Linked DNA regions of Mus musculus: regions 2, 3 and 4 are each linked to region 1. The links are chromatin contacts, called in public HiChIP or PLAC-seq and promoter capture Hi-C maps. All regions are on one chromosome and are shown on one strand. Each heading gives the region's core, a stretch centred on a gene start, on an enhancer-like site or on the middle of the called end of the contact. The rest is flanking DNA. Distances are from core to core; before and after follow the strand shown.

Region 1 (2,942 bases), core at 322-2,821:
GTAGTCCCTGGGTCACCTGGCTTCTCCAGCTAAGGAGTACAGGGGAAATTCCCAAGTGACCCCCCAAGTGATCTGAGAGCCTCTCCCCAACCCTTTCTCTGTTGGTCTTAGTGGTTTTTATTTGTTTGTTTGTTTGTTCATTCATTTGTTCTTTCTTCCTTTCTTTTTCCCTCTGTAATGGGTATGCATTGTGTTGGTGAGAAACCAATGACATACATGTATACATTCATGTTCCCATGTAGGAAAAGTAGCCAGTTCCCCTCTATTAGCCTAGAACTGGGGATCACGTGACTAGAAGAGGGCATGAGCTCCAAATGCTGCTGCTGCTGCTATTTTTCCTCTTTGGGTTTCTGAAGCAGGAGCTCATGCTGTAGCCCAGGATGGCTTGGAACAGTAAGTCACTCTAGTCACCTTTCTGCCCCAGTCTCCCAAGCACAGAGATTCCAGGCCACGGCTACCACACCACACCTGATTCTTAGGAAGCTTTTCTGGCAGCAACTCAGTGAGACTAAGTTACGGCAAAGCTGACGGCTCATAGACTTCATAGAAAGGAGAACGGAGCTGTTCTGAGTCCGTGGGCTGTTCCCTAACATGCTTGGGAAGATCCACACAGGAACTGAACTTCAAGTCTGGAGACTGAGCACCGCAGAGGGCTGTGAGCTCCTATGCCTCTCCTGGACCTGTAGCTGATGGCTTCACCCTGGGCTTTGATCTTGCTTCTCTATGCCCTATCGTGTGTGTCAAGAGGGCACACATGCCGGGGCTCAGGGGCTCCCAGGTGCTTGAATGTCTGCCTCTTGGCCAAATGTTTATTCACTCAGACACACAGAGTGTGTCAGAGAAGTGGCTTTCTCACCCTTGAGGACTGAAAACCCCCAAACTGACAGAGAACAGAAGGCAGCACGTGTGTGATGTGGTTCTGTGGTTTGGGGGGTTTTTTTGTTTTTGTTTTTTTCCCACGTTGCTTCTAAAAGCCGAGATTGAGAGAGACCTAGTCTAATGAGTAAAATCGACCCCACTAATAAAAGCACTTCCTACCCAAAGGGAACCTCATTAAAACCTCAGATTTTGAGCGCAGCGCTTAGTGGAAGAGGAGCTGACACAGGATGCTTCTGCGTCAGACATTGGCTCTAGATTCCAAATAGTTTTGAAAGCCTAATTCTAAGGTGACAGTTTACCTTCCTGTTTCATGCCTCTGCCTGGAGAGAGACAGGTCTGAGTGCTTTTATTTTCAGGAACCCCTGGCTTCAGGGCGCACGCCAAGAGTCACTAGGCTCTGCACATCCCCATAGCTGTGGCCCGCTGCAGGCTCTTCGGGTCCCCAACCCCGCCAAGTCAGACCCTGAAATTTAGGTAACTGGGCCCCCAGTCCTCGGGGACCGGCCTGCAGCCGAGGCCACCTGACTCACCGCAGGACCCGCCAGGACCAAGAGTGCCCGCAGCTCCTCTAGGAAGCCGGGCAGCAGCAGGCAGCGTAGCCCACGGCGCTCGGACGCAGCGTCCGCGCCTCCCGGCCCGGGAGCGGACTCCTCCGTGCGTTCCATGTGGCCTCCGTGGTGTCAGGGCTCGGAAGCCGCACGAGGACCCACAGGCCTGGAAGACTCCAGTCCCCGCCCTCGGCCGCCTCCCCTAAACCCGCCCAGCGCCAGCCGAGGATCTGCAACCTTGGACTCACCCCTTGCCCTTGCAACCCCAAGGCCTGCGCATCTCCAAAGGCTAGCCAGCACCCTAATGTAGGAACAGAAAAGTTTGCAAAAGTGCTGGAAGCAAAAGGAAAGAGCGCGCTGAGGCAAGGACCTTCCAGTCGCTGTCGCTGTCGTTGCAAGGGAGCAGAGGGCACTTGAGAAATTAGGGTGTGGAAGGACTTAGAGTCCTGAGACATGATCCCACTACGGTCAGCCAAAGGTCCGATCGTGGTTCCGCTGTGGCCAGCAAATATTGGATCTGGCAGTAGTGGGTGTTCAAGGTCTCTGCTGTGCAGCTTGTGGTCAGCTCAACACACACTTTGCTATAGGTTTCTATAATCTCTCTCTCTCTCTCTCTCTCTCTCTCTCTCTCTCTCTCTCTCTCTCTCTCTCTCTCTCTCTCTCTCTCTCATTGTTCCATTAAAGTACATAACACCTACCAGGGGGAAAAGCAAGCCACATTGTCCGGGTAACACAGAAGTGTTCGCTGGTCTTGGATGGTCAGAAACAGGAGATACTGTGGCAAGAATATACAGGTTCAAGGGACACCTGCAGCCTGGAAAAATGCAGGCTTGTCACCAGGACCCTACTCTCCTCATCTGTAAACTCAAGATGCGTTTCCACAGTCCCACCCACTTGCAGCCCTGCACAGGAGGACTGACTCACAGATGTTAGCTCCAAGTCAAAGGTGACTCCTGTGAGAGAGGCTAAAGTCCCTTCTGTGGCAACTGGTCTTGAATAACAAATGTTTCTGCTCACTGTTAGTTTCACACTGCTGTGACAAAATATCCCAAAAGCAACTGAAGGGGAGAGGGATTGATTCTGGCCCGTGGTTTCAGAGGTCTCCATCCATGTCCAAGAAAGGATAGAGAGGAGTGTTTTCTTGCCTTGTGACAGCCAGGATACAGAGAGACAAAATGCTCTTCAAGGACATGCCTGTGTGATTCGCTCTCTGCAGCTAACCTAGTTTCCAGAGCCTTCCAAAGTGAGACCACCAGGTGGAGGAAGACCTCAGCATAAGAGTCTGTGAGAGGCGACAGTTCATATTCAACCCATACCCTCAGATAACCAGGGACTCTGGAGTCAGGATTTGGGGGTTGGTATTTAAGTATTTAGGGATGGAACCCATGCCCAGCTTCACACACACACTGAGCAAAAGTCCTACCTCTGAGCTACAGCCACGGGGAATCTACAGGTTTAAAAAAGATTGTTGTATCCCTGGGAGTAGAATACTTATCTAATATATGAGAGGTCCTA
Region 2 (2,942 bases), core at 213-2,712, 250 kb before region 1:
CGCTGAGTCATTTCTCCAGCCCCAATTTTTAAAATTTTATGTGTATGGTGTCTTGCCTGAATACGTGTCTGTGCATCACACTTATGTCTGGGGGTCCCTGGAGACTGGAAGAGGGTATTGGATCCCCTGGAACCCAAGTTACAGATGTTTGTGAGCTATCCTGTGGGTGCTGGGAGCTGTACCCAGGTTCTCTGTAGGGCAGCGTCAGTGCACGTACCTGCTGGGCCTTCGCTCTAGGCCATGACTTCTTTTTCTTTTGTTTGTTTGTTTGTTTGTTTGTTTGTTTGAGGCAATGTTTTTTTCTGTAGCCCAGGCTGTCCTGGAACTAGCTCTGTAGACCAGGCTAGCAGAGAACTCAGGAGGCTGCCGGCCTCTGTCTCTCAAATGCTGGGATTAACGGCGTGTGCCACCACATCCAGCCAGACTTCCATTTTTATACATAAAGTTCTCCAGTTCCATCCGTGTTCATACAAATGGCAGGATTTCCTTCTCTTTTGAGAATGAAGAGAATCCCATTGTCCACACACATCCACTGAAGACATGCAGATTGCCTCTGTATCTGGGCTACTGTGAACAGTACTACAGTGAACTTGGGAGTGCAGTTGTTAGACTTTCTTATCCCTGCAGGATTCTGAAGACCAGGGAGTCTAAGCAATGAAGTTGATGCTGTAGCATTGATTCTTCATGTCATATATTGGACATGGAGTTCTCAGTCACTGTGTGCTGAGAACTTGCTATAAGAAGGGGCCTGTGGTGGCCAGGCGTTGAGGAGCACACCTGAAATCCCAGCCCTCTGGAGTCTGAGACAGGAGGCTCTTGAGACAGACAACATAGTGACACCTGTGTCAAAGGAACTAAAAGCCAGACAAAGAACAAGTGACTGTGTGAACTCATGTCATTCTCACAATGACTCAAGGGCCCACTTTTCAAATGAGGGCATGGAGGTACGAGACAATTTATATACAAGTCCTTACCAAGGTATCAGACCCTGAAGCAAAACCCAGATCTACAGGGACTGCACGTAACACCTAACGTCCTGGGAGCAATCACAGATGGCTTCGTGGGAGAGGTGACATCTCAACTGATCATTGAAAAAGAGACAGCAAGAACTGACCAGGCAGCAGCACAGGATGTAATGGTCCAAGAGGAGGGAAGGCTATGTGGGGAGGACAAGAGCTGTTTGGACATCCTAGCCTGGAGAGTGGGCAGTGGGCAGTGGACAGGAACCAGGCGCAGGAGCCGGGCCAGAGAAGATCTAGAAGTGTCAAAGCCCTGTCATTAATACAACCAGGCTAAGCCCTCACTGCTAAGCCAAAAGCGACAGGTCGCTTACCTGTCCTCCCTGGACTAAAGCGCAGGCGCAGGTCAGCAGGGTGGCTTATTTACATCCCCAGGTCGAAGGGGAAAACCCAGGAAGTGTGGCCTAGGCCTAACAAAATCTCAGGCTAATAATAAACGCCCTGAGTAATGAGTGGTGTAGGCCAGGGCAGGCAGGAGGCTGGAGCTGTTGGCGCAGGAGCGTGGTGAGTAGCCAGCCGTGGTGGGTGAGGGCCAAGAGGGTGCTCCGGGGGCTGGAGATCTAGCAGTGCCACCACGGCACAAGCTAAGGCTACTCAGCTTTGGGACAGCTTCAGTCCTGCACACGGAAGAGGCCTCCGGGGGTCAGGTCTTGCCTGCCAGTGGGGTCAGCCAAACAGGCAGGAACCTTCTTTTTTCTATCCACGTGCTCCAGATTTGTTTCCTTGTGCCCCTGGATTAGTTTGAAGTGAATCTGGTAAATTTTGGATGCCTCGAGATGCAGCATTTAGATCTCTGCCCGCACTTAACTGCTGTGAATTTCTAAGAACTCTTAATATCGTGACGCGCCTACGAGCACAGGTGTTGAGCGCGAAGTGCTGATGATGTGTGTCCTCGGTGGGCAGATTCAAATCAGACCTTCATGGCCCTCAGGAGAAAAGTGGGTTCTGTATTTCAGACTCTACCTATCCCCATCTGCCTTCTTATTTTTCTTGCTGATTTTTGCTGATGAATCAGAGCTGTTTATCCTATAGTGTTAAAGAGTTTCCTTAAAGAGTTTCCTCCAAGCTGGGCGGTGGTGGCGAACGCCTTTAATCCCAGCATTCGGGAGGCAGAGACAGGCGGATTTCTGTATTTCTGAGTTCGAGGCCAGCCTGGTCTACAAAGTAAGTTCCAGGATAGCCAGGGCTACACAGAGAAACCCTGTCTCGAAAAACCAAAAAAAAAAAAAAAAAGTTTCCTCCAAGGCAAAGTCATCAGGACCCACCACTCACAGCAGCTCTCGACCCATCCCCCTACCCAAGCTAGACTCAGGCAGGCCTTTGCTAGGATTTCCATCTCTGTCCAGCAACCATGTCCACCAAGGATGCGAATGAGTTTCACAGAGAATCGCAAGAGGTGATGGTCAGGAGCCATCTTGACCCAAAAGGAAATGTCAGAGGACCTGGGACCAGCAGTTAGGAATCAGGGAAGAATGTTCTGGAACCCACATTAGCTTTCCAGTGCTTCAGTGAGAGCCCAGACAGGTGGAGAGTTCAAGTCACTGCTGTTCTTAGTTTGCACACTGGCCCTTGGCCTCGGATAAGTCTCTTCTCTTCACCTACAAAATGGGCCTCAAACCGCAAATCTGCAGTCAACCCTTCAGACCCTCTTGAAAAGTGACATTCAAAGGTTCTGGGAAGTTAGAAAAAAATCCTCTACCTTATTTCAGTATTTTAAATAATTTAACATTTAAAATAATTATTTTAATATTTATTACATTTGTATTATCATGAAATAGGTATATATTCTTTCCATTCATAGTTTCTCTATAATAATAAAAACTAAAGCAGTTACACTTGAAATTAAAACTAGAAAACCACTGGCTAGGTTAGTGGCACACACCTTTAACCCTAGCACTTGGGAGGCAGAGGTAAGCAGATCTC
Region 3 (2,942 bases), core at 219-2,718, 200 kb after region 1:
CAAGCTCGTTTAAATACAGACAAGAGCTTCATTACCAACAATACATAGATGGAAAGCTTAATTACCAATGCAAAGCCGATCACCGAGAGAGAATCCAGTATCTGCCGCTATCACTCTAAATCTAGAGTTACAAGACCACAAAGTTCCCGTTAAGTCTTTCTTATATTACATAATAGGGACATGGATCAAAGAAATTCACCTTTTTCAATCATTTCAACCCAATTTCAATCCCTTCTTCCACAGGGTATTTTCTTGACTGTGCAAAAGAAGAATTCACACTTCTTTCTCATCTTCCCTTGCCCATTTTCTTGTATGAATGTTAAAAATAGCAGGCAAGCGATTTGGGGGAATCCTAAACGTTGAAGAAATCCTTAAGTGTCCCAGAGTTGGGGCTTCCAGCTGTGTCAAACACCCTATCCCTAGATGACCTTGGGCAAGCTAACACATTTTGGGCCTTAGTTCCCCTAGTCAAAAAACACAAGAATAGCTAAATCCTATCTTTTCTGAAACATAGACTTCAAATGCGTTCCCAAGGCAGCACTAAAGTGAAGAGGCCGCTGGGAAGGACTGAGGCCCGAGACCAAGCAACAGACTTACACCGGCCGACCTAGGGTTTCTAGGGAGCTCAGACAATCTGCTCCCCCTGCAAAACCACTGGGCCAACTTCAGGTTGCAAACAAAAACCTGTTGGCCCGGACTCCTCTAGGAATGGCCTGCCTCTCCCAACGCGCTCGGCTCGCGCTCCGACGAAGCCGGCCCACGGGAGAGCGAGGGTCTCCCGGAAGAGGCCGACCCCACGCGCGGCTCGCCCACCCGGACTCGCCCAACAGGGCCGCCAGGTCTCTGCCATCCCACGCGGAACAAAAGGCAGCTGGAGCCTGGCTTCGCCGCCCCCGTCCCCGCTGTGCTGTGGAGTGGGGGCCGGGAAGGGGAATCCAGTCCCGGGGGCGAGAAAGACGTGGGGAAGAGTATCCCCTTCCCCCGGTCCCCTGAGGGAGGGCCGGCCGGCTCGGACCCGGTTCGAGGGGCGAGCACGCTCTGGGGAGGGGCGGGGTTGTTCCAAACTGAAGGCTCTGTCGCTGAGGTGTGAGGCGAGGACAGGAGCCAAAGCCGGGAGGCAGACGTCGCCTCTCTCTCGGCTCCGAGCGGGCTCAGGTGGGGCGGGGCCTGGCTGAGCCGTCCAGCCGGGTGGGGTCCGGCTGGCCGCACGGTGCACGCCCCGGCCGGCGAGGGGGAAGCCGGTGCTCTTAGGGGCGTCCACGCACTGGAAGAGAAGGTCTGCGCGCAGCCCCGCCCCGCCCCGACTCCCGAGCCACCACCACACCAAGCCCCGCGAGTCCCGGCTCACCTCCGTTCCTGGCCAGCGCGAGTGCAAGGCTGCAGCCGCCGGCGACGCGGGAGAAGCGGGAGCGACCCGAGCCTGTGCAGCGTTTGACACCCACACGCCAGCCAACATGGCGGCCGAGAGGGGGCGCGCCGGCAGCGAGCGCGCGCGCGCGAGCCCCGCCCTCCGAGCGCGGAGGCTCCTCCCACACACACTGGCTCCGCCCTGCCTCGCTCCTAGGCCCCGCCTCCAAACCGGTCCGCCCCTCCCACATATGCCCCCAAGGCCTTCTCTAAATAGCTCCTGCTTCTACACAAACCTAACAAATTTATGAAGCCCTAACTCAGAGTCCAACACATCCCCCCTACCTCAACAATTCCCCAGGGCATACATAACTACCTTAACCATCAATCCATGCTCCTCCCTTAAATCCTCAAGCACAGAACCCCGCCTAGCCTAATCAGAACCATGGTCTCCTAGTATTTCCTCTTGCACGTGAAAAATGTTGTGATGAAGAGACAGGAAGGAGGCCAGGTGCCAGACAGGGTTGATTTATTTTGCTACAAGTGCGTTCACTTCATGAAGATTCACTTATGCATATTTCAGATTTGTATACTTTTCTGTGTGTGCATTTCAATAAAAAGGTTGAGTCCAGAACTTTGGCAGCCCAAGTGGTTGAACCCTCGGCCGCTCGAGTCTCCCATGATTCATCAGGATACTGGGATTTAGCAACCCCAACTGCAAGCCTGCAGTCTCACTCTTATGCACCCAACAAAGCAATGTAGGGCCGGCCACATGCCAAGCTACAGCACACAGAGGCAGGCCAGAGATGAGAGCAGAGCCTTATACAAGAAGGTAAGGAGAGTCCTTTCCCTCTTTCCCCAAGAGAGGATCTCAGAAGGGTCAGAACTGAAGGCTAGACCCCAAAACTGCTAGCAGAGAGCCCTCATAACAGGGTCTAGGACATGAATCAGGGCTCAAGGGGAGAGTACAGGGAACTATTTCAGTTGTTTGAATATGCTTGGCCCAGGGAATGGCACTATTAGGAGAATAGGCCTTGTTGGGGTGGGTGTGGCCTTGTTAGAAGAAGTGTGTCACTGTGGGAGTGGGCTTTGAGACTCCTAGCTGCCTGGAAGACACTCTTCTGTTGGCCTTCAATTTAAGATGTAAAACTCTCAGCTCCTCAAGCAGTGTGCCTGCCTGGACTGTGCCCTGCTTCCTGCCATGTTGGTAATGGACTGAACCTCTGAACCTGTAAGCCAGCTTCAATTAAATGTTGTTTTTATAACAGTTGCCAGGCTAGAAAGATGGCTTAGCGGTTAAGAGCACTGACTGTTCTTCTGAAGGTCCTGAGTTCAAATCCCAGCAACCACATGGTGGCTCACAACCATCTGTAATGAGATCCGGTGTCCTCTTCTGGTGTGTCTGAAGACAACTACAGTATACTTAAATAGAATAAATCAATAAATCTTAAAAAAAAAAAAAAAAGAGTTGCCTTAGTCATGGTGTCTCTTCACAGCAATGCAAACCCTAAGACAATTTCTGTAACCAATCTATGCCCAAAAATTTCATTCTGCCTTTGCTCACTGAAGGAGAGTTTGCAGGTCATTGTACTTCT
Region 4 (2,942 bases), core at 125-2,624, 150 kb before region 1:
TGGGGGACTTTTGGGATAGCATTGGAAATGTAAATGAAGAAAATACCTAATTAAAAAAAAAAGAAAAAAGAAAAAAATCTTACTTCAAATTTAGCTCAAAAATTGTGGTAGTGATTTTATTCTCCCTTGATGGGATTAACAGATAAAATCATAAATGCGGCCGTGGAGCCAGAAGGCCATGTCTGGTGGCAACAATCACAGTGACAATAAGACCTCTTCCCTTCCCTCTTGCAGAGTGGTTTTAGTTGTTAGATTTACTATGTTGTGGTTATTTTGTTGCCTTTGAGACAAGCTCGTCTGTATCCCAAGCTGGCTTCAAACTCACTTTGTAGCCAAGGGTGGCCTTGAGCTTCAGCTCCTCTCCTGTCTCCCAGTGGCTAGACTCACGGGGATGGATGTACTGCCAGACCAAGTGGGGAAACCCCCACTCAATTCCTGATCCGGGGTGCACCCAAGAATCACGAACAGAACAGATCGCCTTGATGTAATTACATGAGGTCATTTAATTACGGAGCTTCCGGACTGACATGCATCCCACACAGGAGATAACAGATGTCGGCCACAAGGCTCGAAAGCTAGGGGTTTTTATGGGGTAAGGGGCTTAGGGGTATGGAATTCAGCATAGCAACACACTATTGGCTTATTCAAACATCAGCAGAAAAATTACATGTACGTGCAGGGTGTCAGAGTTCTGTGAGTTGTTGACTCAGTTTAGATAGCCCTGCTATGTCTTCACATTCCCCTTTATCTTTAAGGTTAAGCTGTTCCCGGGAATGTTTTAACTAAGGGGCATACCCGGGTTTGTTTTTCTTTTTTCTCAGCCCCAGGCAGCCTCTAGGCTCACAAACAACCAGCAATTTCTGAGTAGTTTATATGACTTACAGATCTTGAAATTTCATCTTTCTTTCAGTACCACCAGGCCTTATTGATGCAGTGCTGGGGACTGAACCTCGGCTTCTGCTTCCATGTAAGCACTCTGCCAACTGAGATTTATTATTTAGTGCACAGGTTGGAGACCATCTCTGGTGAAGGGAAAGAAAGGGAACCACCCAGGTCTCCTGCGTACAAACACCCCTGGAGCATTTTTTTTTTTTTTTTGGAATTGGGCGTGGCACGATGGGAAGGGTGTGATGTCTCTTTATCTCTTGTTTTGCTTATCTCTTCATCTCCTCTGGAACTGTGTCTTTGGATTCTGCTGTCCACTCCTTCACTGCTCCAGTGGATCCAGGACCCAACCCTCCTTACTGTCTGGCTTCCTCCCTCCCTTACCCCCTCTTAATTATTCTCCCTGATCCCAGACTGAGACTGGTTAAATAATGCGTTGTTCTGAGCCTTCCATGTGCATCTGGTCGAGCAGGCATCTGGCTGGGTGACCTAAAGTGGGTGGGGAAAAAAAGCACCATGCAACAGCAGCATGCTGCTCCCTCTATAACCAGCAGGGGCAGACAGAGGACAATTTTTATGGGGAAAGTGATCATAAAAAGGTCCCGCTTATTAGCCGATTTTGAGGAAATGAGGTATGCACCAGCTCCAGAAGGACGCCGGCATCCGAGCCCACAGCCAGTAGCTTACGGAAACGTCCTCTTGCTAGGCTGCCTTGTTCATAGACCACGTACACATCATTTGATTACTTTTTAATTATATAAGATAAGAGGTCTCATTGGGGGATGTTGATTTGTTTTGTGTTGTGTTGTTTTACAAACTAAACATCACTCTAGATTTCAACTCCCTAACCACAAAGCTGTCTCTTGGGCTCTGCCTTCTGGCTCCTGCATCTGGAAGCCACCAAGCTTGAGTTTTTAATATCCTGTTCAGAAACGTGCGGGTTCTGGTGAAGTTCCTTTTCAAAGGAGGGGCAGGAGGACCTGCTCTCCTGCCCAGCTTCAGGCTGGTCAACCTCTGAGCTCCTTTATCTAGAAGGTGGTTGGGACTCTTGTGTGGATGTGTACCTAGTACTTCCTGTCTTATGAGGACTTCGTGACACTCCCCTGAATTCTTATGGGAAATCTGATCTGGTAATTTCCTTATGGTGTACTATTGGAAGCAGAGTCTCTTGATTAACGGCTTTTGAAATTCAATGTCAAACTGTAGTGACTCTTACCCAGCAGCAAAAGTTCACTAGCACTGAGAGTAAAAATATTTTTATTGCAGGTTTTCTGTCCCACCCTTTCCCATTTAGCTCCCAAATAAGAGACACAGAAAATAATTTCTAATACCAAGCTACAATCCTAGACTGGGCAGGTTCTGAGCTATTCTAACTTACACCCCAAGCAAGGTCCTGTGTTAACTGCTTGCTCTGTTTGATATGTGTTCTCCTAGCCATTCATTCATGGTCCATCCTGCGTCATGGGGACCTTCTTCGCAACTCTCTCTCCTTCTCTTACCTTGTGGTCTCTCTCGAGACCTGTCACTTGATCCTAAGTTCTGCCTTCCTGTCCTCTCTGCCCAGTCATAGGGTCCAGCCTTTTATTAAGCAATCAGGGACAGGCTAACACTGTGCCCCAAGACCAGGCTGCAGTCTGAACAGGGCCACAGAACCCAGCTTCTGAATTCATAGCACACAAGACTTAACCCCGACAAGTGTCAGTTTCTATTATTTTTGTCTGTTTGTTTACTCTTACTACAATTTTCCCAATGGTAAAGAAATTGCTCTGACATGCATTTTCCTTATTGCTTATAAAACCAAGTTGTTTTTATGTGTTGATGGTTCTCTGGTTTCCTCTTGTTAATAGTTTCTATTCCTCACTTATTTTAGTACCTTAAATTTTCCCCATCATTATAACCCTCATTTAATAATGAAATTCTTTTCTACCTACATTGAAAACATTTTCCAGTTTACAATTTTGCTTTTAATTTTATTTCACATTAAAATGACCTTTGTTTTGTCTCAAACCAAGAGACACCAGCACATCTGGGCTCATACATACTCAGCCTTCTACTCA

The links. Promoter capture Hi-C pulls out the DNA fragments that hold promoters and counts their contacts. HiChIP or PLAC-seq counts read pairs in DNA pulled down with a chosen protein or histone mark. Capture Hi-C pulls out chosen DNA fragments and counts their contacts.
Region 2: a promoter capture Hi-C map of neutrophils shows a contact between it and region 1, with 3 times the contacts expected there. The contact joins the promoter of Tnfrsf13b here to the promoter of Slc47a1 in region 1. A contact is called at or near these places in 22 of 39 promoter capture datasets (the 3T3-L1 cell line, 3T3-L1-derived adipocytes, the HPC-7 cell line and 14 more), 8 of 484 Hi-C or Micro-C datasets (the AML12 cell line, CD4 T cells, the G1E-ER4 cell line and 4 more), 3 of 115 datasets of contacts at active chromatin or transcription factors (T-cell acute lymphoblastic leukemia, embryonic basal ganglia and embryonic stem cells) and 2 of 9 other capture datasets (adipose tissue and liver).
Region 3: a promoter capture Hi-C map of adipose tissue shows a contact between it and region 1. The contact joins the promoter of Epn2 here to the promoter of Slc47a1 in region 1. A contact is called at or near these places in 4 of 39 promoter capture datasets (the C10 cell line, the HPC-7 cell line, cranial neural crest and 1 more) and 3 of 9 other capture datasets (adipose tissue, liver and pancreatic islet).
Region 4: a contact with region 1 is called in an H3K4me3 HiChIP or PLAC-seq map of embryonic basal ganglia, with 2.4 times the contacts expected there. The contact joins the enhancer-like site here to the promoter of Slc47a1 in region 1. A contact is called at or near these places in 6 of 39 promoter capture datasets (the C10 cell line, the SN4741 cell line, cranial neural crest and 2 more), 4 of 15 datasets of contacts at CTCF or cohesin (CD8 T cells, the NIH/3T3 cell line, large pre-B cells and 1 more), 50 of 484 Hi-C or Micro-C datasets (the 3T3-L1 cell line, 3T3-L1-derived adipocytes, the AML12 cell line and 31 more), 4 of 115 datasets of contacts at active chromatin or transcription factors (embryonic basal ganglia, fibro-adipogenic progenitors, hepatocytes and 1 more) and 3 of 9 other capture datasets (adipose tissue, embryonic stem cells and liver).

The regions. Positions count from the first base shown.
Region 1 is chr11:61,376,504-61,379,445 of GRCm38.p6, forward strand. It overlaps Slc47a1 (solute carrier family 47, member 1), which reads right to left and starts at 1,572. Exons shown (of 17, transcript NM_026183.5): 1 at 1,410-1,572. The coding sequence starts at 1,544.
Region 2 is chr11:61,125,293-61,128,234 of GRCm38.p6, forward strand. It overlaps Tnfrsf13b (tumor necrosis factor receptor superfamily, member 13b), which reads left to right and starts at 1,463. Exons shown (of 5, transcript NM_021349.3): 1 at 1,463-1,523.
Region 3 is chr11:61,578,219-61,581,160 of GRCm38.p6, forward strand. It overlaps Epn2 (epsin 2), which reads right to left and starts at 1,469. Exons shown (of 11, transcript NM_001252188.2): 1 at 1,349-1,469.
Region 4 is chr11:61,230,122-61,233,063 of GRCm38.p6, forward strand. It overlaps a transcript of Aldh3a2 not described here. Among named protein-coding and RNA genes, the nearest start is that of Aldh3a1, 23 kb to the left of the region's middle. Within about 2 kb of position 1,375, at least 49 of the 459 cell types and tissues checked have an H3K27ac peak or open chromatin away from gene starts, as enhancers often do. A contact at or near this core is called in cerebellum and embryonic basal ganglia, where this site is marked.